Linked DNA regions of Mus musculus: all the other regions are linked to region 1. Evidence: chromatin contacts called from public ChIA-PET and promoter capture Hi-C data. All regions are on one chromosome and are shown on one strand. Each heading gives the region's core, a stretch centred on a gene start, on an enhancer-like site or on the middle of the called end of the contact. The rest is flanking DNA. Distances are from core to core; before and after follow the strand shown. Region 1 holds the start of Zfp746 (zinc finger protein 746). Region 2 holds the start of Malsu1 (mitochondrial assembly of ribosomal large subunit 1). Region 3 holds the start of Tmem176a (transmembrane protein 176A). Region 4 holds the start of Gimap3 (GTPase, IMAP family member 3). Region 5 holds the start of Gimap7 (GTPase, IMAP family member 7). Region 6 holds the start of Cul1 (cullin 1). Region 7 holds the start of Gimap4 (GTPase, IMAP family member 4).

What was found. Promoter capture Hi-C pulls out the DNA fragments that hold promoters and counts their contacts. ChIA-PET counts read pairs in DNA pulled down with a chosen protein or histone mark. Capture Hi-C pulls out chosen DNA fragments and counts their contacts.
Region 2: a contact with region 1 is called in a promoter capture Hi-C map of liver, with 4 times the contacts expected there. The contact joins the promoter of Malsu1 here to the promoter of Zfp746 in region 1. A contact is called at or near these places in 1 of 39 promoter capture datasets (liver) and 1 of 115 datasets of contacts at active chromatin or transcription factors (astrocytes).
Region 3: a contact with region 1 is called in a promoter capture Hi-C map of liver, with 3 times the contacts expected there. The contact joins the promoter of Tmem176a here to the promoter of Zfp746 in region 1. A contact is called at or near these places in 8 of 39 promoter capture datasets (3T3-L1-derived adipocytes, the HPC-7 cell line, embryonic stem cells and 3 more), 3 of 115 datasets of contacts at active chromatin or transcription factors (astrocytes, embryonic stem cells and pancreatic cancer cells) and 3 of 9 other capture datasets (adipose tissue, embryonic stem cells and liver).
Region 4: a contact with region 1 is called in a promoter capture Hi-C map of hippocampal neurons, with 4 times the contacts expected there. The contact joins the promoter of Gimap3 here to the promoter of Zfp746 in region 1. A contact is called at or near these places in 9 of 39 promoter capture datasets (the 3T3-L1 cell line, the C10 cell line, cranial neural crest and 5 more), 1 of 484 Hi-C or Micro-C datasets (the HPC-7 cell line) and 2 of 115 datasets of contacts at active chromatin or transcription factors (large pre-B cells and memory CD8 T cells).
Region 5: a contact with region 1 is called in a promoter capture Hi-C map of hippocampal neurons, with 3 times the contacts expected there. The contact joins the promoter of Gimap7 here to the promoter of Zfp746 in region 1. A contact is called at or near these places in 5 of 39 promoter capture datasets (the C10 cell line, cranial neural crest, hippocampal neurons and 2 more) and 1 of 115 datasets of contacts at active chromatin or transcription factors (memory CD8 T cells).
Region 6: a promoter capture Hi-C map of adipose tissue shows a contact between it and region 1. The contact joins the promoter of Cul1 here to the promoter of Zfp746 in region 1. A contact is called at or near these places in 1 of 39 promoter capture datasets (neutrophils) and 2 of 9 other capture datasets (adipose tissue and liver).
Region 7: a contact with region 1 is called in an RNA polymerase II ChIA-PET map of memory CD8 T cells, with 33 read pairs. The contact joins the promoter of Gimap4 here to the promoter of Zfp746 in region 1. A contact is called at or near these places in 1 of 39 promoter capture datasets (neural stem cells), 1 of 15 datasets of contacts at CTCF or cohesin (the NIH/3T3 cell line) and 2 of 115 datasets of contacts at active chromatin or transcription factors (embryonic stem cells and memory CD8 T cells).

The regions. Positions count from the first base shown.
Region 1 is chr6:48,084,607-48,088,523 of GRCm38.p6, forward strand. Zfp746 (zinc finger protein 746) reads right to left here and starts at 1,987. Exons shown (of 7, transcript NM_001163475.1): 1 at 1,709-1,987. The coding sequence starts at 1,732.
Region 2 is chr6:49,071,537-49,075,453 of GRCm38.p6, forward strand. Malsu1 (mitochondrial assembly of ribosomal large subunit 1) reads left to right here and starts at 2,259. Exons shown (of 4, transcript NM_029353.1): 1 at 2,259-2,567; 2 at 3,550-3,728. The coding sequence starts at 2,330. It also overlaps the pseudogene Gm19253.
Region 3 is chr6:48,839,359-48,843,275 of GRCm38.p6, forward strand. It overlaps Tmem176a (transmembrane protein 176A), which reads left to right and starts at 2,125. Exons shown (of 7, transcript NM_025326.4): 1 at 2,125-2,231; 2 at 2,846-3,043; 3 at 3,231-3,341. The coding sequence starts at 2,849. It overlaps Tmem176b (transmembrane protein 176B), which reads right to left and starts at 2,016. Exons shown (of 7, transcript NM_001164207.1): 1 at 1,638-2,016.
Region 4 is chr6:48,769,028-48,772,944 of GRCm38.p6, forward strand. Gimap3 (GTPase, IMAP family member 3) reads right to left here and starts at 1,824. Exons shown (of 5, transcript NM_031247.3): 1 at 1,615-1,824.
Region 5 is chr6:48,716,488-48,720,404 of GRCm38.p6, forward strand. Gimap7 (GTPase, IMAP family member 7) reads left to right here and starts at 2,134. Exons shown (of 2, transcript NM_146167.3): 1 at 2,134-2,214.
Region 6 is chr6:47,452,640-47,456,556 of GRCm38.p6, forward strand. It overlaps Cul1 (cullin 1), which reads left to right and starts at 1,680. Exons shown (of 22, transcript NM_012042.4): 1 at 1,680-1,844.
Region 7 is chr6:48,682,631-48,686,547 of GRCm38.p6, forward strand. Gimap4 (GTPase, IMAP family member 4) reads left to right here and starts at 1,948. Exons shown (of 3, transcript NM_174990.4): 1 at 1,948-1,993.

The DNA.
Region 1 (3,917 bases), core at 737-3,236:
GGTAGGGAATGGGAGGAGCTCTTCCATGTACATCTAAGGTGCAACCCACAGGGTAGATCAGAGATCCTGTCATGGGCGCCATTTCTGGTCAGTGCCTGAAGATGGATGTTTCTTATATTCTAGAAGAATATTCTTGAACAAAAAAGATTGGTGACTGTTTGCAAACAAACAAACAAACAAACAAACAACAACAAAAACAAAACAAAACAAAAAACCAAAAAAACCAAGTTCTAGAAACTAGTGTGGACTCATCTGAGTTGCTGAGAACCAGAAAATGGGAAGACATGAGAAAATGGGGACATGAGAGCTTGACCAGAGGCAGAAAAGCTTGCCTGGGTGGTGCTCAAGAGTTCCTCAGGCTGTACAGAAGGAAGGACACTGGCTCTGACTGGGGACGTTCAGTGGGTCTCAGATGGGTTCTGACTGGCAGAACTGTTAGAGGGAGCAAGTGCTGTGGAGGACACTTCTGGTCCCTTACTCCTCAGGACCAGCCCTGACTGGGATTGCCCCAGACTAGAGTCTATTTCAGACGTATCCTTGTACTTTGCCACCCATTCTCTCTGCTGCAATCTGTGTGTTACACAAAGACATTTGCACAAACATCTATCTTGTTGATGTCATTCTTGTTTAATTTTTTTTTTTAAATGGGGTCCATGGTCTTTGACCTGTGTAGTTGGAAGTAGGGGTTGTGCTCTACTGAAGCCTAGCACCTTGCTAACTTAAAGCGAAGGTGGGATAGTCAATTGCCAAACAGCTAGGGAAGCCAGTACTCTGAGACCGGAGTCACTGATGCCAATTCCTTCAACTCTTTCCTACCCATATGACGAAGCCCAGGCCTTCCCAGCCCCTTCCATTTCTGCAGCCTCATATCCAAAACCATATCTCCAGGCTTGTGGACCAGTTTTGCACTGTCCTGTGTCTGGCCCTTGCCTCTCTTTGCCCAAGCCCTAGAAACCCTAGCTAACTCAACTCACAGAAGCACAGATTACCTGGCTGGGCGGGAGGAGCACCAGAGTCTGCTAAGCACCTGCATTCGAACCTCCACCAGGTTGGCTACGACCTCTTTCTGTTCGACCATAAGGCTACTCGTGTACCTGGACTGCTTTCCTTATTACAGACATTGAACTGTGAGAGCACTGTCTTCCCACACTTTTCTCGCTGAGATTCTTGGCAAGTTAACTTCGTTGGGCCTTCAGCTTTTCTTTTGTATGAAATAATAACTATAATAGTTACTACCCCACAGGTTTGCAGTGCAGACAAAATCATGCCTAAACCGGGCTGAGTGCAGCGCCAGCCTGGCTGGACAAATACGAGCAGTCCTCGCGTGCCGCCTGAGGAGGGTTGGGCACATAGTGGGTGCTCACTGTCTACAGAATCGACGTCGGACACCTCCCAGGTGCCACCAGGCCGCTGGGGGGAGCTGGGAGAGGGAAGCACCGGCCCGGCGCTGAGGAAGGAGCCCGGCCCGGGGACGCGCAGACCGGGAACTTGGCGCAGGTCGGCCTCCCGGGCGCGGACGGCCGTTCCCTGCGCTCGGCTCCACCCGGTCCGGTAGGCCCCGGAGGACCTCGCGGCCGCCCGCCGCAGCCACAGGACCCGCAGGCCCGGTCTGGCCCGGAAGCCCTCCTGGGGCCTGCGGCACAGTGTGCTGGGCCCCGGCCTTCCGGGGCCCGAGGCCGCGCAGGCCAAGCGCGCGGGCCGCCCTTACCGGAGCCGCGGCCGCCTCGGCCATGGCCCTGCGCTGTCCTGCTCGGCGCGAAGGAAGTCGACGCCGCGGCGCGCGGCCCCACGCAGGCCCGGCTGCCGGGTCCTCTCCGCCGGCAGCGCCGCCCGGGCCTGCCGCTACCTTCCCCGCCGCGCTCCTCGCAGGCCGGCCTGCTGCCGCTCCGCCCGCAGCCGCACCGCCGCCGTCAGCGCCCGGCCGCTCCACACTGCATCCTGGGAGCCGGTGCCGCGGCCAGGCCGACGAAGGCCCGTGAGGCTTCCTGGAGGCAGCGCGGCGGCACAGCTCCACCTGCAGCTCGAGCGGCGAACGGCAGCGCCGGCACCCGCTTGCCGCCGCGCTTGGCCCCGCCCTCCTCACGAGGCCCCGCCTCGGCCCGACCTCCGACCACGCCCCCGCATATCGCCACGCCCCCCGCGGCGCCAGTGCTCACCAGCGATGTGCCACCTGGTTTGGCGGTATAAAACTTGGGGGTACGGCCTCGGCAGGCAGTGCGCACCCCGGCACGGTCACTTCCGCAGCTGTCCAGCTGTAGCACGCCTATTTTTGCCTTGAAATGGAATGAATGCTTCCAACAATAGAAATATGGCTTGATAAGTCACAGTAGGTTCTCTGTAGGATTATGTATGTGTGTTATAATAAACATTTTAATGACACAAAAAATGTGGGGTTTCTATAGTATGTATACTATAATAAACATTTTAATGACATGAAAAATGGGTTAAAATGCCATCGTTTAAAATCTTTTTGAATGCAGTTGGAGATACAGTTCAACGGCTAAAAGTACTTGCTGTTCTTGCAGAGGGCTGGGTTTCAGTTCCCAGCATCTCACCACAAGCTGTAGTTACCGCAGATCCAACGCCCTCTTGTGATATATCAGGTAAGCGTGGAAAGATGTTGAACGAGAGTAGTCCGGAACTACTTCATTTTGGCGTTAAAATGCGTAACAAATGTATAACAAGATGTGTGTTATCATGTGTATTATTCATGTTCATACAGTGTTCATATAAAAGGTTATGTCTAACAAAGTTTAGGTAGGTTTGGAAGCATGTCCATTAACGTAGTGCCAGTAGACCCCAGACCCCTAATTTTTTTCAATTCATATTTTTGTTTTTTAATAACAAGGAAAGGAAGAAAAAAGTCAAAATGTAAAATTTCTCCAGAAGCCTAGTGTGGAGCCCCGTGTGGCAAAGAAGATGTATTGCCATTCAGAATTGCCTTCCATGCCACCCCCTAGCAGGAGCCTGCAAGACCAGTGCCTGAGATCTTTTTGTTGTTGCCATTCGTTATTTATTTTATGATTTACTTTTATTTTTGATTATGTATATGCACACATATGTATGCAAATATGTGTACGCGTGTGCAGGAGGTCAGGGGTCTCAGGTTCTGGGAGCAACCTGGGAACTGAAGTTTTGTTCTTACTCTTAATAACTGACCCTCCTTCCCCAGCTCCCTGACTGTGCTGGCTAACTTTATGTTAACACAAGCTATAGTCATTTGAGAGAGGGGAATCCTTTTTTTAAAAAATATTTTTATTAGGTATTTTCCCTCAATTAAATTTCCAATGCTATCCCAAAAGTCCCCCATACCCACCCACTCCCACTTTTTGGCCCTGGCGTTCCCCTGTACTGGGGCATATAAAGTTTGCATGTCCAATGGGCCTCTCTTTCCACTGATGGCCGACTAGGCCATCTTTTGATACATATGCAGCTAGAGTCAAGAGCTCCGGGGTACTGGTTAGTTCATAATGTTGTTGCACCTATAGGGTTGCAGAACCCCTTAGCTCCTTGGATACGTTCTCTAGCTCCTCCACTGGGGGCCCTGTGATCCATCCAATAGCTGACTGTGAGCACATCCACTTATGTGTTTGCTAGGCCCCAGCATAGTCTCACAAGAGACAGCTATATCGGGGTCCTTTCAGCAAAATCTTGCTAGTGTATGCAATGGTGTCATCGTTTGGAGGCTGATTATGGGATGGATCCCTGGATATGGCAGTCTCTAGATGGTCCATCTTTTTGTCTCAGCTCCAAATTTTGTCTCTGTAACTCCTTCCATGGGTGTTTTGTTCCCAATTCTAAGAAGGGGCAAAGTGTCCACACTTTGGTCTTCGTTCTTCTTGAGTTTCATGTGTTTTGCAAATTGTATCTTATAGAGAGAGGGGAATCCTAACTGAGAAAAACAAATGCCTCCATGG
Region 2 (3,917 bases), core at 1,009-3,508, 990 kb after region 1:
AAAATAAAGAGTCACCCTACACAAACCAACCAATGTCTAAAAAAGGTTATTGGCTACACCAATTAAAATAAGTCAAACAGCTCAGGGGTCATGATGGGCAGCAAGATGGCTTCTGCCACCAGGGTCATGCAGGTAGTGAATCCACATGCTCCATTAATAAAGTTTCCTAACAGAAGAGACAAACCTAAACTCAGTGCCTCAGAAGCTTTGGGGTCTGCTGCACTCCCCTCCCATTCCTCTGTCATTTCGCAGCATTCTAAAGGAAGTACGTCCCCCGATTTACTAATGCACCAGGGGCCACCAGACACTGCAAAAATTACAAAATCATTACCTCAGAAATACAGAAGGAAACCTATATTTCAAAAGGAAATGGAGTTTATCCAGCGTGGGGGTCCAGAGTGATCGTCGTGGCTGCTGCTTATCACCAGACAGAAGGATTCGCTTTGCAATAAAGGACTTCCACAATGTCAAATGAAAAGTTATATATTAAACAACCTTAATAAATATTCTGTAAGCAGAATGAAGTATAGAAACTCCAGGTGGTCACTTGTATCTCCTGCATTATGTATCTTGGTCAACTGCCCCACTAGCTGACCTGTACACTTATTAAAGTCTACATTTTTAAATGCAAAAAAAAAAAAAAAAAAAAGCCAAACTACCCTGGTGCCCTATATCTGGCCCTTACAAAAGTATAAAAAGTGTGTTCTTTCTTTGTTCTGGATCTCTCCTCCAGCCTGTGTGCTGAGAGGGGGTTCCCCAACATGTTGGATAAGTAAATCCCACATGTGTTTTGCAACGATGGTGGTCTCTGTGCTCTTTGTGGGTGAGGGTCTTTTAGCAAGCTATAACACCTCCTTCATGTCCTTTCTCTGTATAGCCCACTGAGTTTAATTAGTGCTATCTTTATGCGCATAGGTGTTCATGGTTTTTTGTTTTGACCGGAGTTACAGTGCTAGGCATGGATTCCCTCCTGTGAGGCAGGGCTCAGATCTAATCAGAAGGTGGTTGGCTGGCTAACCCCATAACTCATGCACTATTGACTCAGTGGGCGCATCTGGCCTGGCATTGGAATTATCACTCAGGGTAAGTCCACTGATGGCTTTTCTCCCCCAGTGACCTGCATGCCACCTCCTGACTCCATGAAAGCTGGGCAGCAGGTAAGAAGGTTTTAGATTAGTTTCAGCTTGAAAACAAGGAGTGTTGTCTTCACCAATATGTATGGTCTTACCATCTAGTTGTGGGAGACAACCAAAATAGCCTCACTTGTTTTTAGGTGGGCCCATAGCTGCCCTGACCAATAATGTAGGGATGATAGTATCCCAAACCCAGCACTGAGATTTTCATTTAATGACCCATATCTTTCATTTGAAAGCAATCAACCATACCTGATGCCGCCATTCAAACTTTTTTCTTCTTTTTTGTATGATTCATTTTTGTTTTGTGTTTTTAATTTTATGTGTTCAGGTGTTTTGCCTACTTATATGTCTGTACAATATGTTTGTGCACTTCATCTGAAGAGGGCATTTAATACCATTGAAATTAAATTCAGTCTGTACTTTTGACTGCTCAGCCATCTTTCTAGTTCTTGAATTTAGGGTTTTTTGTTTGTTTGCTTTTTTGTTTTTTGGACAGTGGGAAATGGCTAAAAATACTTAATTCCTATCTGACAGGGTTAATTTCTGCATATTTGGGGGAGAGGAAAAACAGAAAGGAGAGAGCTAGAGAGGGTTTGAAGGGGCTGGAGAAAGTGGGAGGGAAGGAGAAAAGGAAAGGAGAAAGAAGAAGAGGAAAGAGAGAGAGAGAGGTAGGAACCCTTTAATTCCTTTTAAGATGTATTTATTTATGTATGCCTACAAGACAGAAGAGGGCATCAGATCCTATTATAGGTGGTTGTGAGCCACCATGTGGTTGCTGGGAATCAATTCTCAGGACCTCTGAAAGAGCAGATAGTGCTCTTAACCATAGAGCCATCTTCTCCAGCCCCATAAAGATTATCTGGGCTCACTTTTTTTTTTCCTTTTCCTTCCTTTCCTTTCTTTTTTTTAAAAAAGAGAGACAAGGTTTGTCTGTGTATCCCTGGGTGTCCTGGAACTCACTTTGTAGAATAGGCTGGCCTTGAATTCAGAGATCTGCCTCGGCCTACCAAGTGCGGAAAGTAAAAGCGTAAGCCACCACCATCCACACGGTCCTCCTCATTCCTTAAACTACTCCCCAGGCAATCCGTCTAAATCACCGTTTCCGGTTACAGACCCGCCCACTTCGTGACGTAGAATCCCGGAGCCGCCCGGAAGCTCCACCACCTCCCCCCAGAGAAGTCGCGGCGAGAGCTATGGGTCCGGGCTGGTCGCCCGCGCGGCGTTTATGGCCGCTGCTGTGGCGCAGGGCGGTCTTCCAGAGAGCCGGCCCCGCAATGGCTTCGGTTCCCTGGCTTCCGCGGCTGGCAGAGCGATGGCTTCCCGCGAGGCCCGCGACCTGCCTGACCCCGAGCCTAACGCGCGGCCTGCACCATGGGCCTCAGCCCGAGGAGCGGACCGCTGGCGACGCTCGCCTGCAGCCCGGACCCGCAGGTACGCGGGCAGGACACCTGGTGGCCCGGCCTGACCCAGGCGGCCCTGGGCTTTCCTGTGCGCTTCGGGGGCAAGAGAAATAGCCATTCGCGCAGACGCAGAGCTGGAAGGGATTTGGGAGGTGGTCGGCACCAACTTTGCTTTGCGTACCCGAGAGTCCTAGAGGGAGGCTAAGGTAGCGTGTTGTCGTCAAAATTCCAGTCATAGAGCGGGCAACATCCGGCTCTTGGCTTCACAGCCCAGGATCCACCCCGTCTCACGATCTGCCCAGGGTCGTAGCAGGTGGACTGGTTGGTCTTAGTAGCACTAGTCCTAGCAGCCTCGTTTCTTCATATCTGTTGAAGGCTGTGGACCAGGTATTGTCTTGAGAACCCGCCTACCATACAGTATAGTTAAGTAACCTTTTTAATCTGCGATTCGATTTAACGTGTGCCCTAGGATATTGTCCTCTCCCTCAAATCATGCCGCTGGTTGTTGTGTAGCATCTCTGCATTTGTGGAGTGTTGTTCCTTTCAGTACTAGTAAATAGAAAGACATTTGCTTCTGCTTCCGTTTGGTAATCGCAGTATCCAGTGTCCGTAATCTGAACCTTCTACCTAGGAAAGCTGAGCAGTGCTTTAGGGAACTGTTGTCCGGGTTCAGTTTTAAGCTGGTTTTTGGTTGGTTGGTTTAGTTTGTCTTGAATGGAGATGGTATTAGGGGTTGGACCCAGGGCCACGTACATGCCACCACTGAAGCACACCTTCAGTCTTTTAGTTTAAAAATAAAAAATCTTTAGACCTTGTCTTTCTGAGTTGCTCAGCCTAACATTGAACCTGGGATCCTCCTGCCTAGTGTTCACCAAAGCATTTTAGATATAAATACACTTGTAGGGGGAGCAGTTCCACTGTCTCCAGGAGACTTCGTGTCAGTCTGCTTCTGTAGACAAATGTAGGTCTGTATTCTCCTCAGCCATCTGACACAAGCGTTTCTGCATTTTCAGATCACATTGGTGCCAAGTTTGACATCGATATGCTGGTTTCACTTCTGAGGCAAGAAAATGCAAGAGACATTTGTGTGATCCAGGTTCCTCCAGAAATGAGATACACAGACTACTTTGTGATTGGGAGTGGGACTTCCACCCGACACTTACACGCTATGGTCCACTACCTTGTGAAGATGGTAGGATGCTCTCCTTTGTTGTGAACCTTTACCTAGAGAGTGACACACAGAGGCTGCAGAGGAAGCCCACTTTCTAGAATTCCCAAGAGTGATTTTTATGGTTTCTCAGAGTAAAATATTTGGGAGCAAATACTTAGCTCTGTCGAGCCCAGATAATTTCTAATTCGTGTCTTTTGTGACAAGGAAAAT
Region 3 (3,917 bases), core at 875-3,374, 750 kb after region 1:
TGTAGGTTTTCATTTAATGCAAACACTTGCTCCATTTTCAATGCTTATCTTGAAGTCTGACAAATGTCTATCTTCATCCAAACACAGCTACAATCAAGGCATAGGAATGTGTGTATTGTAAAAAGTTCCCTCCATGTGTGGTGGCACACACCTTTAAACACAACACCCTGGAGGCAGAGGCAGGTAGATTTCTGTGAGTTGGAGGATAGCCTGGACTACATAGCAAGTTCTGGGTCAGCCAGGTATACACAATGAGATCCTGTCTGAAAAATAAAAATAACGATTCCCCAGGACTCTCCCCACATAAAGCCTCTTCCCTGGCTCTCCAGCTTGGTTCTCTCACCGTTTCAGTGGCTGGCTGGCTATTTGTTTTGAAAGGCATTTTTTAGTTTATGCTTTTGTGAGTTCCTCCTCCTCACATGTCCTGATTTTTTTCATAGAAGTTCTTTTATATCTGAAAATTACGACCGGCAATATGCACCCCTAGTCACACACCCACATGAACAGGCATGTTTAAATTACAAACATGCAGTAATTTTAAAAAAGATGTTGATCTTTGGACTGTATATCATAATTTGGTAGATACAGAGGCAAGGACCTATGGTGCTGGTCCAGGTATTAATTTCTGAAAAACAGTTTCTACTGTGGTCTGTGGTATATATTACTTTTCTCCCACTGAATAAAACCACTGTTCCGAGTTTCCATAGGGCCTCAGGCAGGCCCATGAGGTCTTCATATTCTGCCTGATTACTTCCTCAGCGTGGCCTCCATTCTAATCAGCACAGAGCTTAACACAGCTTCCCACTGTCTCCTGTTATGGGCTTATAACAACCATTTAGCCCCTCTGATGGCTTGCCTCTGTCCAAAAGAAGTTCTGCCCAGTGGCTCTCCTGGGCAGTCTGGTTAAGCATCAGTTCTGACTGGATATTGACGGCCACTCCAGTCACTTCCCTTTGCATCCCTTCATGTTCTCCCCCACGCCACGGAGCACCTTCCACTCACCCGTGCACCTCAGAGCCGAAAGCACAGGAGTCTGACAACTTTTCAGGAGGGACGAAGAGAAACACAAATGAAGGCCTCAGGTTCACACCTTCCCTTGAGGTTCCAGGAATAAAGTCTCAGTTGTCTGGGTGCTGGCCCCCTCTAGACCCCCAGTGCTATCCCTGCCCTGGCCACCCAGAATCCCTCTGCTTCCTCTGCAGAGCAGGAACTAAAGCCCTAGGCACCAAGAAGCCTCTCACCACTTCTGGCACCGCTCCAGATAGTGGCTCTCTGATATCCCTCCTCCCAGTGTTCAGAAACAAAGAAAAAGAACACCCCGTGTCCCCACAGCTGTCCCACCTCTGCGTGGTCTCAAAGGCCCTGCTCTTAGAACGCAGGCGTGAGGCACTGATAACTATGGAAGGTAAAGCCAGACTCTGACCTCCCCAGCCTCAGCCCTGTTTCCAGAGTCACATCCTCTGTCCAACACATCCCTCCCTCCCCAGAGTCCTACAGGAAAGCAGAGATAGAAGGAAGGAGAAGCATCCTGAGCCAAGATGGAGCTTGAGGAGTAGACTTGGAGACTCTTCCAGAGAAGAAGGAACCCTATGCTTCAAAAGGGGGCTACCAAGGGGCCGTGAAGGGTCCTGTCTCACCTGCTGTCCTCTGCGATGGGTGGGGCTGGAACTGAGAGGTCTGGGAGGAGCTGGCTTAAAGCTGACCCCAGAGAGAGGAGAGCAAGAAGGGGGTGGAGGGATGGGGCCTGACATGGAGTCTCTCAGTTTGCCAGCAAGTAGCTGACAGGAAAGGGCCCCACTTGAGGGGGGTCCATCAGGAGTAGATGATCAGGCCTGCTGGAGCAGGGATACAGGTGACACAGATACACTCATACACCCAAGGTGGCACAGGCCAGCACCTGCTCAGAAAGCTCTATCCCTGACTGGGAGAGAGAGCACTGTGCAATCAAAGGATTCCACAGGAACAATCAGTGCCAACCCCAGCTCTTACCTCGCCCACCTTCTCCAGCTCTCCAGTGCCCAGTGAGGAGCTGCCTGCTGGAAAACCCCTAAAGGGGCCCTCAGTCCCAGCTGCCTGCCAGGAAGTGTTGAGGTCTGCCCATTCCCCCTCCCCTTCTGGCTCCCACCCAGGTTCTTCCTCCTGCCAGGGCTGAAGTTCTCAACTACTGCCAGCGCCTCTGTGTGAGCTCTGGCCTTCCCTGCTGCACACTTCCCCGGTCCCAGAGGAATCAGGTAAGACAGCCCACCATCACTTTAGCATAGCTCGTTTCCCAGTCCATCCAGATCCATCCAGTCTGACGCCCTGCGAGCTTGCTAGGGGAGTGGACACACTGGGGTGTGCCTCCAGGGACAGGTATGGCCTCCATCTCTACCACTCAATTCTGTGGGGACAGGGTCAGTCAGTGCTTGTCGTTCATCCAAGGAGATGGTGGCGTCTGGGTGAGGTGGTCCCTGGGACCCTGGTAGGGAAGAGATAATTGCAACAGAAGCTTATGGGGCAGTTAGAGGGGGACACTGTTTAAGGGGCTTGGCCTCTGACCTGGATTCAGAAAATGCTGGGGAGAAGAGATCCAATCAGAGGTTGGGTGAAGAGATAGGTTGTGTGCGTTCTGCTTGATCCAAACATCAGGCTCCTGAAGACCATGGCAGTGGGGCACAAAGCAAATGTGGGGTGAAGCGGGTACTCCAGCATCAGGCTTCCCTGACAGACAACCCTCCAAAAGAGCTGAAGATACAGCTCCACAGCCAGGGGCAGCCATTCTGTGTCTCTGTTAGCCCCCAACTCCAAGCCGCCTCTGAAACATCTGCCAAATATTTCTTCCTGCTTTTCCTTTTCTCCCTCACAGACGATGTCCACAGACATGGAGACTGCAGTCGTCGGCAAGGTGGACCCTGAGGCTCCACAACCCACCCACATTGATGTGCACATCCACCAGGAGTCTGCTCTGGCCAAACTTCTGCTGGCCGGATGCTCATTGCTAAGGATTCCAGCATCCGCTTCCACCCAGAGCCAGGGCAGCAGCAGAGTGCTGGTGGCCTCCTGGGTGAGAGTAGCTACGTGCTTGATGGGCCCAGGGAGGGACCCTCATTTGGGCCATATTTTCCTCTGGCCTCCTCTATACATCTGTCCTCCTAAGACATTGAGTTGATTTTGTCTGTGTGTACAGACAGTTGCAGCTAACAGGTAGCCCTGCTGCTGGAGAGCTGTGTTTCAAGTCCTCTCTCTTCCAGGTGGTGCAGACTGTGCTGGGGGCTCTGAGTGTGGTTCTGGGTGGAACCCTCTACATAGGCCATTATTTAGCCATGTATTCCGAAGGCGCCCCCTTCTGGACTGGGATCGTGGTGAGTGTGGCATCATGAAGGTCCAGGGCTGTCTGAGAGCACAGGGATGGCGGTCCCTTTGCTTCCCTTCCACCACCACCATTGATGTGGCACCCCAGAGTATGTAGCCAAACAAGACCTGAATTAAGTAAGCCAGTCTGGTGCTTGTGTACATGACAAATGATGAAATGGTCGCCTGTGCAGCTGCAGGTCAGCTTTGTCTCTTGTCCCATGCTTCTCCCAGCAGGCTGACAGAAGCTCCTTGCCATCAGTAGTCATCAACAGTTAAGGCTCTCAGGGCTTATCTACCTCTAATGCCTGCCTCAAGACAGGGAAAGCGGAGTGCATCAGGCAGGAAGCATTGTCTTCTGGCTCTCTTACTTCCTTATGCTCATCCTATGGGGATCCAGGGATGAATTTTGTCAGAAGAGTGCTATTGTATTTAACGACAGCTGGTTAGGTTGAGCTGGTTATGTCATAGGTACAAAGGACTTTCTGATAGACCCACACTTTCAGAACAGCAAAACATATGTATTGAGAGGAGAGATTAAAGTAACCATGCTAATCCATCCAATGGCAGGATTATATGGACTGGTT
Region 4 (3,917 bases), core at 574-3,073, 680 kb after region 1:
TGCTGGGCCACCATTTTTTCAAGACAGCAGTGTGCCCTGTCCCCACCCACTAGGATCCAAGTGTCAGCCCACCCCTACCACTCCACCACTTCACCCACACACCTGTCAGTCCTTTCGTTTATTTTTTAAGAAGTCAGTGTGTGTGTGTGTTTGTGTGTGTGTGTCAGTTATTTCTGGCCCTTGGTTGAACCTTGGAGCTAGCAAAAGTGGAAGAGCTCCCCATATCTAAGAGGCCCTCCCCTGGCAGTGCTTCCCTCATGCAGGACTGGAAGAGACTGGAAGAGGGCATGGGCAGGCCACACTTAGAAGCACTGTGAGAAGGTCACAGACTTGTGTGTTGGCCTTGTGCAGATTATCTTGGTCTCATTTGAGAAAACTGATAATATCATTCTTTCTTTCCCATATCCTTCACCACAGCATCTTGAGAACAAACTGTCCTAATGGGGAAAATGTGTCATGCTGTTATGAGGGAAAACCAGTGTGCAATGGTCATGGGGTCCTTTCCGGGAATAAAAGCTTTACTGCCTGCAGCTTCATTCTGTTTGCTTTGACTGGTCTTTAAAGAATGTATTACTTTATCCAAAACAAACAGCAAATGCTTTCTGTGAACAGATGAACCTGAGTGAACGCACACCTTTAATCCCAGCACTCGGGAGGCAGAGACAGGCAGATTTCTGAGTTGAAGGCCAGCCTGGTCTACAGAGTGAGTTCCAGGACAGCCCGGGCTACACAGAGAAACCCTGTCTCGAAAAACAAAACAAAACAAAACAAATTCCCTCCTGCCCAGCACTGTGAATGTTCACCAAGAAAAAGAAAAGTGATGGGAAAGAAAGAAAATTAAACCTGCAGGGGACGGGGAGATAAGATAGCCAGTCCAGCCACTCAGTGAGTACTGGATTCAGTGAGATGATACGCCAATAGATAATTTAGCCAGTCAGAGAGTGCAGACCACAGTCAGTGATGGAAAAAGACATCTGGTGTCCCTTTGCTCTCCAACATCGAGGAACCCAAGGCTCTGGGGAAGAGCCTGGGGTTGTTCTTATCCATTGATAGAGTCCTGACCCCGACTGGATAAAGCGAATGCTAGTCAGACAGCTAGGGTTCCTTCTGGACGATGGGTAGTGTATGAACTTCAGATCACCCATGGGGCCCACGTTCCATCTTCCTGCCACAACTCTAATTTCCCAGCTCACAAAACCCGGTCTGATGCCCCGTCCCAAAGACTGGTTCCCCTCCAGCTGCTCTCTGGTTCCCAGACACTCAATACAAGCCTGGCTGACAGCTCTAGGGAAATTGCTTTAGAAGCTTGTCTGCTCCCTTTCGCCCTTGGAAAGCAAGGAGAATGTCTAAGAGTCCACCTCTCCTGAGTCCTCAGTGGTGTGTTAGCCTTGTTCTGTGAGGGAGAAAACTCACTGATGTTCCACAGACAAGACTAAAAGTCCCTGGGGAACAGGAATTTCTCTACAGTCTATGAAAAAAGATCAGTTGTCTTTCCCTTCAGGTTGACACTAATTGTTACTGGTAGATTTAAGGGTGAGCAGGATAGAAGAACACCACACACACACACACACACACACACACACACACACACACACACCACAAGATCCCTGTTACCTGGTGAGTTCCTGAGGATCTTTCCATTCAAGATCTATAGCCACTGTGGAGCTACCTTCCAGGCCTAGGCAGCCTCTCACATTGGTTTGTAGTCTTTCGTAAAAGTACAAGAGCTACAAGAGGTGAAGGCCAGCTCACAAGATCTGTCTTCCAGGGGGAGGAAGACGGTGTCTCCTGAGGGGTGGGAAAGGGTGATGTACATGAGTTTCTCTGAAAAGGGGTGCTCTGAGGGCCACTGAAGAAGGCAGCCAGTGGAAAAGGTTGATTTAAAAAAAAAAAAAAAGTTCTGCTTCCTGCTCCACCCTCATCGGCCACACCACTGAGATGTTTGTGTACAAAGTATTCTCTATGGGCCTAAGAGAATCTAGAAGTCTAAAAGCATGGGCAACCCAAGACTCTAGCTTCTGCTCCTCCTCACCAGGCAGACAGCATGCATCTCTTCTGCTCTGCTGTTTACCTCTGCCATCCGGAGGTAGCTTCTTAGATGGAATTTGAGGTGGCAGTTGAGCCTAAAGTGGCTCTCTCCAGGGCCCACTGGACAGATCAATAGCTATCATGCTTGAGCCTGGCTAAGGTACCCTGGCTTCTAGGGAGAGTATGGGAGAACAAGGCTTAGGTTTTCTCACCTGGGCAGACCTTGTCTCCACAGAAGCCATGAAGCTAGCTACCCAGTCTATAGTATGGTTTAGGCAAAGCAACAGCACTTAGTGGAATCCCAAGTCCCTGTGCCTCTGCCTGCTGCCCTGCAGGACTCAGGATCCGGAGTGAGCCAGGTCTCCTCCCTGGAGGAGTTCCACTTAGCCGTGTGTTTGAGTTCAGATCACTTTTTTATTCACTTGCTGTTCTTTTCCGCGTATGAGTGTTTTGCCTACATGTATGCAAGTGCCCTCTGCACATGCCTGGTGCTTGCAGAAGCCAGGAGAGGCTGCTGGATCCCCTGGATCTGGAACTATTAACACTTGTAAGGCTCCTTAACTACTGAGCCATCCCTCCAATCCCAAGTTTGGGTGATTTTTTTTTTTTTTTAAACAAAAGAATGTTCAAGGAGGAGAGTGGGATATGGGATCTATTTGGGTGAAATGAATATAGATGTTGTTCCTATAACCTGCATGTTCATATCCTTAGCTTTTTGTTTTGTTTTGTTTGTTGGTTTTTTTCGAGACAGGGTTTCTCTGTGTAGCCCTGGCTGTCCCGGTCTGTAGACCAGGCTGGCCTTGAACTCAGAACTATCTGCCTGCCTCTGCCTCCCAAGTGCTGGGATTAAAGGTGTGAGCCACCACTGCCTGGCTGTTGTTTTGTTTTGTTGTTTTAATTGACATGTATGCTCTTGTGGGTTCCTGAATCCACCTCAGCTCCTGCAGTGTGATTTCTTCCTCACAGAACTCAGGGATTGTTTGGAACCTTTTCTCACTGCAGCTTTCTGGTCCACGCCTCCAAAGGGAAGGTGCATCCTGCTGTGAAGGGACGGTCAGCAGGAAAGGAAGCCAGACTGCAGCCAATGAGAACAAGAGCCTGAGGCTCAAAACTGTAGGAAGGGAGTGGGAACTGGCGTCGACGTCTTGCAAACACTGCCCCCTGCTGGTTACCTGCTGGTTTGCTGTGTTCTGTTTTGCCCAGTCTGGAAATATTGAACAGTGGTTTGGGGGAGTTGTTTGTTTATTTTTGATGTGCCTGAGCTCGCACGTGCACATGCTCCTGAGTGAACACAGGAAAGCCAGAAGACTGACTGAAGGTGTCTTCTATTACTGCGATACCCTATTGCCTTGAAATAGGATCTCTCAGTGAATTCTTGATTTCTACTAGGTTGACTGCCAGGAGCTCTAGGACCTGCCACTTTGCGCCCGATGCTGAGATTACAGGCACAAGCAGTCATGCCCAGATTTTTATTTGGATGCTGGGGATTCCAACTTAGGTTCTCATGCTTGCACATAAAAAGTTCTTACTCACTGAAGGCTAACCGTCGCCTCTCAGCCTCAACAAATGCTTTCCTTTTGACTTGCTACTCTAGAGAGCCCTCCTTTCTCATCACCTTGTTTAAAACCATGCTGCTGTACCCACACGAGAGTCCAAACACGAATGCCTATGGCAGATTTGTTCACAAAGCCCATCCAAATGCAGAGACAACTCAGATACACTTTAGTAGGTGGGTGTGACACACCCGGGCAATGGGAACTACAAAGAGATGCGTTAGCAGGACACATGGAGCCTCAGAGGGAACGTATATACATGCTGCTACGTGAAAGAAGCTGATCTGGCAGGGCTCTGTGCTGTATAGCCACAGCTCTGTCGCATGCTGGAAAGGA
Region 5 (3,917 bases), core at 884-3,383, 630 kb after region 1:
TAATGTTGCAATTTTGACAGAATTAGTTCTGCCAATCTATGAGTGTAAGAGGTCTTTCTCTCTTCAGTATCCATGTTAATATCTTCACTGCCTTAAAGGTTTGTTTCTTTCCTTGACTGTTTGCAAGGTTTTTTATCTCTATGGTCAGGGAACCAGTTTAGCTTGGTTGTGATTATTCCTGTTTTGTCAAAAAGAAATATAGTTTGACCATCTATTTAGATGCTTCTATGGCTTGCATATAATTTAAATGTCTCCCAAAGGTTTATGCACTGGAAGTTTGGTTCTTGGTGTGATGGTGCTACCAGGTAAGAACATTTAAAAGATAAAGCTGACTATGGATCCTGCAATCTACAATACCATCCTGAGAGGCAAAGTGTGTCTTCTGATGCAGTAGAGGCATGATTGTTATTGGGGCAACCAAGTCTGTTCTCCTTGGATTTGAGGCCCATTCCATATGAGGAAGCCCATGCCTGGTACAGTTTACCTGGTTCAGAGCCCTTGGCTGACAAAGTCATAAGTCTCCAGGGGAAAGCTTCTACTAGTATTTTCCTAAGTGGTAATGTTATCCAGTTGTCTTCTCAATGCAGAGTTATATCCACAGTTACATCCTCAGTAACAGAAATTTCTATTTTCTGGCAACAGTTAGCATAGATAGATTCATAACTGGTCAACGTGTCAAGAATGAGAAATAATGGGATTCATAGCCCTAAATGGGACAGCTTTGTCACGCCTTCCAAGGCTCATGGAATGAGGCAGAAAGAATATAAGAGCCAGAGGATGGTATGACCTTTACACTCTTGAATCCCTGCAGCTCTGTATTCCTGTACAAACCTGAAGAATGCTGGACTCATCATATTTCATCATGGGTGGGGGAAGGGCCTATGAGTCTCACTTCTCCCTAAAGAACTAACGGCAGCAAGTGGTTGCTAGAAGAGAAGGGTATAATTTTCTTCAGTGAAATAGTTGTCAAAACTACAGAAAATAAGCCACATCCATGCAAGCAACCCTAATTGAACTCTATATCATACACAATGAGAAAATATGAAACTGGGAGGGGGACTTAGAGAGAGTTAGAAGGGTTTCACTGAGAGAAGAAGCAGGATAAGAGGGTACTGGAGAGGTAAGAACAACTAAGTGTGTGTGTGTGTGTGTGTGTGTGTGTGTGTGTGTGCATCTTGTAAATAAAAGGAAGGGGGAGGTAACTCCTCATGGAAGGTTTTAAGTCTACTTCTGGGTATACACTACCATAAATAAATAAGGACAGCAAGCTAGTTGTTATGTAGACATTTAAATCAGTCACAAATAGAGCCACCTTTTCAAAAGATTAAAATAATTACCCTGCATGATGTAGCCATGACAGTTACCCTAGACTATCTCAAGTACCACAGCCTGAGTAATGCTAAGCCTGGACCCTCCCCCAAAGTGAGCCCTCAGCTTTTCACCAACACAGAGAAGAGAAGCAGACAGAACTTTCTGACGCTCCTAGGGTGAGTGCATAGCTAACAGGCTGTTACATGCAGATATGCAGGTGCACAATGTAATTAGGATGGCTTCTAGGATCAAGACTTCTAAGACACTGAAGTAAAAGAAGACACAGGGATGTAATAAGTGTCAAGAAGACCAGAGAGTCAGCTCAGTTGAAGTGTGGTAGCTAAGGTGGAATTCTAGCTATATCCCAAATTGGCACCAAAGAATGTGCCTTTATATCTCCATGCTGACCAATCATTGATCAGGAGCTACCTGGGCACAGGGGATGATCTTTCAGGAGGTTACAGTTCAGCTAAGAGTGATCCTCAAGGGTGGCTAGAGATGGCACATGCTTCGCTGAGCCCCCTCAGTGTTGAGTACTCCTCTCAGTTTGGAGATTAGGGCCACACTCCTGCAAAGAGGAGCAGCATGCAGTCCTGCAGCAGATGATGGAGTGTCCTAAGCAACATGTGGACCACTGAACGGTCTTCAGAGCCAACACCATCAAACAAAAGCACTGGCTGTGACTTGACATCACAGCAAGCCCAAGAAGGAAGGGATTCACCTAGGGCTAAACTGAAGCATCCACCACAACAGGGGACTGTTTCCTCTGTTCTTCAAACTGAAACTGTTCACACTGGCCCCGCCCTCCAGTTTCTGTGCTCAGGGTTTGCAGAAAGGCAGCTAGAGTCCTGGTGCAGTCAGATTCTTTGAAGAAGGTGTGAGAACTCAAAGGCCCTGCAGGAGGTAAGCTGGGTGAATGCCACAGAGCATGCCGGGTAGGGGATGGGGGTGGTGAGCATGGTGCACTCCAGCCATTCTGTACATGATGTTGAGAGATCCTGGAAGGCTTCTGTGACTGCTTAGCATGAGGTCCATCATCTCATGGATGACAGGAAATACTTGCTTGATGTGTGACCTCTACCCATGTCATTAGAAGCTGTTGCCTGAAAACCCAGCACTTTTCCTTAAAATTCCCCGCTGTCCCTGAGGCAGATCTTCAGAACCAGGAGGCAGGTCACCAAGTATAAATGTGCCCTAACTCCCTTCAGCTCCCCATATCAAATCTCAGTGCTCTGAGGACCATCAGCATGGACAGGATTGAAGTCCTGCTGTTGACTCTACATTTAGGTCCACCTTATGCTTCCCAGGAAAGAGGCTATGATCCTTAACGTTTGAGGGTTGGAGTGAAGGATGGGAGCTCTGGAACTAGGATGTGACCTGCAGAAGGACCTGTGTATCTGTAATTCTGACTGAGCCTAGGAACTTTGCAGTCTGGGGTTTCTTCTTTCATGATGCCGAGGACTCTAATAAAGGACCATTTGCACTCTGGGTCAGTACTCTGCCACTGAGCGGTGGCTCCAGCTCTGTATGGATTTCCTGCACACAATTGGCATTTCACGGCAAAAAACTTAGTCCTGAGTGGTGGTTATACTTAGCACTGCAAATGATCTTTACAGAACTGCCCTGTGCAGTTCCCAGGACCACCCTGATGGGCTGGTTGCACTCTCGGGTGAGAGTCGAGGGAATTGAATCGGATGGGGCTTCAGAGATTCTCAAGAATGGTCCAGGCCCTGACCTATCCCTGCACCCTTCTGAAGCACTTTCTCTGTTCGTGTCTCAGTTCCAGGTTCTCTGAGTGTCCTGGAACCTCTTTAGACTGGTGTGAGATGAGTATTTCTGATTCTTGTCTCTCAAGATTGTCTTGTCAGTATGAAAAAAAGAAAAAAAAATCCAACTGAGAGATGGGCGGTCCTCACCTGGCATGATGTCCTCACCTGGCATGCTTAGGGCAGCTTGTCTCCAGCTTCACTTCCTGGGGGATGGGCTGTCCTCTCCCCTCCTGTTCCAGGTGGCACACCTGCTGAGATGTTTACTGGCCTTTAGAATCGTGACCAGAGGATGAGGCAGGAAGGTTATAAGGGGTGTGGTGGAGTTAGAGGGTCTTGGTCTCCAGTCCCTGCACTGGGCAGTGTGAGTACAGGCATGGGGGTGGTGTTTGGACTTGTTGGAACCTATACCTATCAAATTAGAAAGAAATGGACTCTCCATCCTTAAGTCTTTATGTGGAGAAAATACTCCCATAAAACATGCATTTGTGCTGAAGCAACACATAGTGAGCTGTACTTAGAAAATGCATACACAAACCTTAACTTGCTACTGGAGAAAATACTACATGGCTACAGAGAAGGTGAGGCCAGAGAGTAGAGGATAGCAACTCCTGGACATCAGGTTTAGTGCTTATCCTAGCCTACTGCTTGTTGCACACCGCCCCCCTCCCCCCATCCCCGGGATTGTTTTAAAGCTGATAGTAGACATCTCACATATAGTTTCATGTGCAACTGCATCTGTCTTTTTGTGCCCAACATAAAGAGCCATTTTTATCCACTCAGGATGTCAGGCGCAGTGTCATCTTCAGTTGGATGAAACACCCACCATCAGCCCTCAGG
Region 6 (3,917 bases), core at 430-2,929, 630 kb before region 1:
ACCATATGTCTACAGAAAAGTTACTAAAAACATGTTTCTTTTGAATGAGTTATTGAGGTGTTTGACATAAAACAAATTAAAAACCTTTTCCCCAGACAAACGTAAAGATAATATAATTTGGTATACACATGCAGAAACAACACTTCTAAAAAATACTTAATAGATGTTGACAAAAAGCTACAGTTCGATAGAAGACACTAAACCAGCAGTTCTTAACTTCCTAATGCTGTGACTCTTTAATACAGTTCACCAGGTGACCCCCAATCAGAAAATGGTTTTTGTTGCTATTTCATAACTGTAATTTTGCTGCTATGAATCGTAATGTAAATGTGTTTGGAGATAGAAGTTTGTCCAACGGGTGTCCATCCACAGAATGAGAACTGCTGGACTACACACCAGTGGGACTTTCTTTTGAGAGGAAGCACGGGTTACTCAAGTTGTGGATTTGAGACCTGTCAGGTCTGCTGAGGATTTCTGCCCCGAAATGGTGCATTAGAAAGAATCTCTGTGGTGTTCTAGTTTGGTGAAAAGTTACAGAAGTTACATCAAATACATCTTTGGCCCAGATGATGAGCTAACTGAAAATCTTCCCTTGCTAGTTCACAGAATTAAATGGCAGATCTAAGCTAGGATATTAAAACAGCTGCCTCTAACAAGGTATGGGGTAAATCCATTCTTTCTCCAGCCTCTCACCTGTGGCTAGGGGTGTTGCCAAATTTACAATTGAATATTACAAAGCACAAGATGACAGCAGCTGATTTCCAATGGGTGAGATTATTCTAGATGTAAGAATACTACTTCATGCCATCCCAGGTTGGAATCGCAACTCCCAACTCTCCCTAACTAAACCATATACAGTGAAAGTGAAAAAAGGCTCTCAAGAAGGAAGGGAGGCCACTGCTGAAAAGTATTAAAGAGGGAGACACACATCCACGTGGGTATGTGGGCAAGCTGGAGGTTTCCGCAGGAGGATCTCCAAGGCCTGCAGGTAGAAAGGGGGGTCGGTGAAGCAGTAGCACTTTTCTCTTGAGTCCGCCTGCCCATTTGACTTTCTCATCTCACGGTTGGGGATACTGCCTCTGGTTCAACTCCAGGACAGGAGACACCAGCCAGGATCAGTGCAGTTGGGACCCATGTCAGCTCCCGGGAGGTGCATGGAGGGGAGGGGCAGGGGAGCTCAAAGCCCCTCTCCCACAGCCGCTTCCGGAAGTGTCTTCAGAGGTCAGAGCCCCCAGCCTCGGCTCGGTCTCCACGAGAAGTCCGAAGTGGCGGGAAGCCGGCACTCGAGAGGCCGCCCCGACGCGAGGGCGGCGGGAAAACCTGGCGGAGGATTCCGCTCGTCCGGCAGGACCCGGCTCGGCGTTTGGGAAGCAGAGGCCATGGCTCGCAGGTAGAAATGCCCGCGCGAAGCGGGTCCTGGCCACGAAGCGGGTGACCAGGGCCTCTGGGGGGGCCGTTTCCGTGCCCCTCCCGCGCCGCCGCAGGCCCGGCGATGGCGGCGACGGTTTCTTGGCTCCCCCGCCCCGGACGCCGATGGCGGTGCGTTCCGGCCCTCCCTCCCCCACGGCTTCGCCCCGCGGTCGCCAGAGCCGGTGAAGCCGGGAGGGCGGGGAGCGGCGGAGGGACGGCGAGAGGGCGGAGGTTGCGTGGTGCAGGCGGCGGCGGCGGCGGCGGGAGGAGGAGGGCCGGCAGGCGGGCAGGGGAGGAGGAGGAGGAGCGGGCGCCGTGTCGCACGCAGCTCCAGGCGGGGCAGCCCGGGCGCTGAGGGACGCGGCCAGACCTCGGCGGGCCCCGCGAGCACTACACGCCGTCGCCCGAGCGTCGGGGGGCGCCCGGAGATGCGGGTGAGTAGCGGCTCGGGCCGCGGTGGCGGGAGGCAGCGCAGGCCACGGCGGAGCCGCGGCGTCGCAGTGACTCGGGCCGCGGCGTCCGAGCCCGGGCTGCCGGCGAGGCCTGAGGCGCCGCGCCGCGGCTAGGCGGAATGGCGGCCGGGCCGGAGAAGTCGTGGGCGTAGGACGCCGAGGGCGGAGCGGAGCGGCCAGGCCCGGCCTGAGTCACCCGGCCGGCCAGGCTCGGCCTGGGCCGGGACTCGCAGGGCCAGGCCCTGGCTACGCACTGGGAAAAAGCCGGACTCACCGCGGCCTGTGGCGCCGACCTCGGCGCCTCACGCGCCACCCCTCCCTTCCCCTCGGCCCTGGGGGTTCCGCTTGGCCGGGGTGGCTCAGGGCCGGGGGACTCGTGCTCTCGGGGATCCGGGGGCACTCATTGTTGCGACGGTGCGGGGCATGATTATTGGGTAACAGTGGTGCCGGGCTCCGTTCTCTCTGGGAGCGTGGCCGAGCAAGGCGCGCCGGGATGCGGTGTGCTTTTCCAAAGGAACGGAGCCCCCGGGCGTCCGCCAGCTCTCCTCAGTCGAACTGGGCCCTCCCTGTGCGGCGGCCTCGGCGCGTCCCCGGTCCCGGCGGGAGCGCGCGCTCTGACCCCAAAGGTAACCCGGCACCGGGCCAGGAGGACTGAGTCGGGGGCTGTAGACTCTGCGGGCCTCTATTCTTAAATCCCGCGTGGCCCTGAGAACCCCCTCTTTCTGTCACCTGTGCACTGTGTTGTTACTCAGGAGATAACTAAGAAAGCAAGGAACACTTGCACTCTCATTCCTTGAGCCTAAGCCCCAAAGTTAAGGGAGCTAGGTATGCCAAAAAAGGAGGATTCCCCTTTTCTGAGAGGTCACTGTTGATACTTGTGGTTAGTTCACAGTCGTTGGGGGTTTGTGGGACGGGCACGCATGCCGAAATGCAGTCAAGTTGTTCAAGTGCTTTTAGTTGCCCTGTGTGTACTTGCTCTTTGCTGGAGTAGCATTAAAACAGCCAAAAGCTAAGAATGGAATAAATGATTACTGTTTTAGAAAGGCACTGGGGTGACAAAAGAGGAACTAAGCTCCTTTTACTTCAATTTTTAGGACCTAAACCTAACACTCTGAAGAAGCCAGTGTAGTTGAGGAAAATAAGGATATGAGGTCTTTCTTTGTTTGAGAAGGCTTTAAGATTTCTCTTTTTACTTAAAACTTGTATTTGTTGCTTCCCATAGTAAGTTGAAACAGTTATAGCTCATTTTAAATTCTGAGTATGCAACACAACACTGGCTTGTTTTATCTTCTATTCTGCCCATTTTTGGAGGTTTTGGGGAGCATTTACTAAGCCTTAAGCCTGGGAGAAAAGACCAAAGTGCTTTCTAAAAATGCTAACCTTTCTCTTTCCTCCCTGTTGGCATCATCTTTAAAAAACTGTTTTGCCCAAAAGACAACCAATTTTAGATAGGCTAGGGTGTTTGTAAGATACATCTTTCCTGAGTCTTATGGTCAGGCCCTGGAAGGTGTGGCCCAAATTCCTAGTATGTCACATACATCTGAAGTCTGAGCTAATTTGGCCAGGTGTCTTTAGATATTACATAGACTCTGTTGTTCAGGGAACTCCACCTTCTTGCGCTAATTAATTTTGTCAGTGCAGGCTTATTTCCCATACATGTGACTATGAAATCATTGAAGACACAGACTAAGTCCTTTACTTTGTAACCCTCAGATAACAGAACATGATCTTGCTGGTACCATGAATGATTTTTTTTTTCTTTTTTGGACTAATCCTAGGGTTTTACTACTCCCCTTCATTTTGGCTGCAGAAAACATAGTCACTGTTGCTGCTGAGCTTGTTAAAAGTGCAAGTTTACTATTATGTTGCATGCTTCCCTAGAGTGAAAACTGTTATTTTTCTTGTGTCCCCCTTCCACCTGCATAACTACATACTGTATCCTAGGGAAAAAATGGTTGAGGGTTTCTTTAGTTGTGGAAATCTAAACAGTTTGTAAAATTAAAATTAATCATTCTAATTTAAGGAGTCAGTATTTTTTTAAAAAACAAGTTTGTT
Region 7 (3,917 bases), core at 698-3,197, 600 kb after region 1:
TCTTCTAATATGTATATATGTGTGTGTGTGTATATATGTATATGTATGTGTGTGGATGGAGAGATTGAATAGAATTTGAAAGGAGACTGTCCCAAGTTGAAGAGGTAGGCATGAAGCCTGAAGCAAACAGAGAGAGAGAGAGAGAGAGAGAGAGAGAGAGAGAGAGAGAGAGAGAGAGAGAGAGGTGGAGGGGAGTGAGAGGGGAGGGGGAGAGGGAGGGGGAGGGGGCAAGGGGAGGGGGGAGGGGAAGGAGGGAGAGGGAGAGAGAGAGGGGGAGGTCCTGAAAAAAATCAACAAGTGGAAATAAAAGTGAAATTACACAAGAATCAGCCCCAAAGTAGGCAGAATAATAGAGAAGAGGAGAGAAAGAACAGGTTGGACAAGAAGAAATCTGGTAGCAGGACTGTGACTGTGTATTGTTAAAGAATTGTATACAGTCACATAGTGTGTTTGGATTAGTTCCACTCCAGTGTCTGTCCCCTCTGATTCCTTCTCTAGGCCTCTCCTTTCCTTCCCAACTTCTTGTCGTCTCTGTCTCTCTCCCCCATTTAAGAAAAAAAATCTAAACTCCACTTAGTGCTGTCCATATGTGCAGAGATGTGGAATCATCTACCAACAAATGGGTAACCTCTTAGGGGCAGTGCTCCTGAGAAAAAAACTTCACAACTTCTCTCTCTTTCTCTCTCTCTCTCTCTCTCTCTCTCACACACACACACACACACACACACACACACACACACACACACACACACACACAAACACTAGCAGCAATCAATTGCCCACAGCTCTCCTTAGATAGGGCAAGAGTTCATGAGCCCTTCCCCATCAGCACTGAGGTTTTGGTCCATGCAAATTTTTGTGTGAAATGACCTTGTCATATCCAGCAAATAGTGTTTCACTGCAGTGTTCAATGACTCCAGTCTTTTCACCCCTCTTCTGTAATAAGCCCTGACCCCTGAGGAGAGGAGATATGATATAGATGTGCTATTTAAATCCAACTGTATCATGAATTATATGACATGTAAAAATACCTAAATATCCAAATTAAAAGTAGATTCTAGGGGCTGGTGAGATGGCTCAGTGGGTAAGAGCACCCGACTGCTCTTCCGAAGGTCCGGAGTTCAAATCCCAGCAACCACATGGTGGCTCACAACCATCTGTAACGAGATCTGACTCCCTCTTCTGGAGTGTCTGAAGACAGCTACAGTGTACTTACATATAATAAATAAATAAATCTTTAAAAAAAAAAAAGTAGATTCTATTTATATGCTATTAACAAGGAGCTCTCTTCTCTCTCTTTCTCTCTTACTCAATTATTTCTTTCTCTCATTTCTTTCTTTTTTTTTTTAAGCTCAGCTGCCCAGAAGTTAGTGGCTTCTTCTTCTTTTTTATTGATTGATTGATTGATTGATTGATTGATTATATGTAAGTATGCTGTAGCTGTCTTCAGACACTCCAGAAGAGGGAGTCAGATCTCGTTACGGATGGTTGTGAGCCACCATGTGGTTGCTGGGATTTGAACTCCGGTTCTTCGGAAGAGCAGTCGGGTACTCTTACCCACTGAGCCATCTCACCAGCCCCCTTTCTCTCATTTCTTAAACAAACATACAGGAGATTCAATATCACTGCCAGCCAAGTCATTGTCATTCACATTTACAGATTGTTCTGCCAAACAAGAGCTGACTGACCGTTATTTACTATGATGGACCATATTGCAGTCAACTAAAGTCCTGGTGGTGAAAAAACGTGACTATTGATTTATCACATTCCAAGTGCTAAGTAGCTACCAGCAGCCCATGGGTACCACATGAGATGACACAGAACAAGAGGACTGCAGAACGTTCTGCAGTGCAGCTTGCTAGGAAGATGGGTGGGTCCCTTGCACACTCCTATTTCCACAGTTCCTCCCCCTCGCTTCCTCTCTGCTACTCTGTTTTCTTGGTGTTTAGTATTGTTTCGAAATCAGAGAAGGTCAAAGGACCCAGATTTTCAGGTAAGAGAATAGGGATGGATGATGTGGGTGTTGAATTTGGTGAGGAAGGGGCCTCTCTACTAGCTGTGTCTAGTAAACCTCCTGACAGACCTGCTCTTGGGAATTGTATTCATTGGCTTCTGTTTCCAGCCTGATAATTTTAGGCTGTAGTCCGAGTTGAAGGCTGAGTTCTACAAATTCCTGTGTGCTTCAGGGTTCGCTGCTTTGAGGAGGACACTTTTTCTACAGGGAAAGTATTCCTGCACTGGTCAAAAAAAAAAAATTTTTTTTTTAAATGTGACTCTTCCAGGAAGAGAATGACTGAGTTAGCTTGGAGAGAGCAGGCAGGAAGAAGGCAGGGATGCGGAGGATCCCTAACAGGCTCAGCTTGGCACAGCTCCCCCAAGCTGCCATAATGTTGGGATTAGCACTAGCCTTTATCTTTTTCCTGTAAGCTGCTTCCTAGGGAACCTGCCTCTTGGGGAAACTATTTCCCCCCCGAGTTCTTAGAAGAGCTGAGCTCCCTCCAGGTAGGTCTAAGTAGGGAGGTTATGTTTACTGTGGCTACTGTTCTGAAGCCAGTAGTAGACGTTTGGTCATAGGCAGAGCGGGGATGACTTAGTCAATGAAATCTGCACCTACAGAAACACAGGTCCTGGTTTTACAGATGAATTAGAGTCTAAAGAGCTCCTCTGTCACCCTGTGCCCTCTGTCTCCCCCGACCCCGAGAAAGTTTTGAGAAATTTTCTACCATTGATACTGGGCCTCCTTGCTAATCACCAAATCAAGTCTGTGCTAAGAACCAATGCTTTGTGTGAGTTTGTGGTTTCTTTTTAGTTTATGAGAAGCTGTCTTCCACCCACCTGGCCTTCAGGCATAAAAAGCCTCTTTCAAAAGAAGCATCTAGAGTTCTGCTTCACATCTGTATCTGAGGGCTCCCTGTGTGGGGACTCTGTCCTTACCAAGGAGCATTCCAACCTGTCCTGATTGTAGTTGGCTCCAGAGTTTTCAAATGTGTTCATGTGTATTAGGTAGAGGAAACACTCAAATGAGCTGAGTGTTTCTACATAACTGTGTCTTGGTTAACAGGGAAGGATGGCTGGGTGGCACAGGCCACCCCCAAGCAGAGAGAGGTAAAGACCCAAGAAGGTCAATTTGCTTGTTTAGTAAATTGAGACCCGCCCTTTGTCCAGTGCTGTGTCTGTGCCTGGAAAGTTTCCTGTCACAGAGTCAAAGAGGAGACAGTCATATGCTAAAAAATGATTTCGTGTTACAATCATGTCTTCGATGAGGAAATGCTGCTGTGCAGTTACAGCAAAAGCAAGTGATCTCAAAAGTGGAGTCTCAGGTTGGCACTGCTGCAGGAGAGAGCCATTGGAGAGAGCATCTCAGGAAGTAGAGGCAGAGCAGCCCCAGCTGGGGGATGGGCTGGAGCAGTGCCCCCAGAAAGGGAAAATTCTGAGAAAGCATAGGAGATAAAAGTGCTTCAAGGGTCCTGGGAACAGAGGGGAGGTCAGTGACTTCAGCGAAAGATGTCCATGAAGGAACTTCTGGACCATTCTAATAGTTCAAACTATCCTCTAAAGAGAATCAAAAGCTGCTAGGGAATTCAAGCAAGAAAATGAAAATGAAATTTTATTTTGAAAGTGAGATCTGGTGGTAGAGTTGTGAAGGGACCAAGGAAGGGATGATTGGGCTGACAATGAACAGCAATGGGTCTGATCAACATGAAGGTAGAAACAAAGGGACAAATGAGATTTCTGAATGTAGTCATTGGGATTTGGTGATGGGCTCATGCAAGGCAGGAAACCAAGACTAGAGTAGAGCTCAAAGCTCAGCAAGAGCCATGGTCTGTGTGGTGATAGCATTTATGGAGATGCAGAGTCGGGCCTGGGGTGTGGGAGGAGTGTCAAGGGCTCTATCCTGGTCAGCCTTTGTTAGAGAT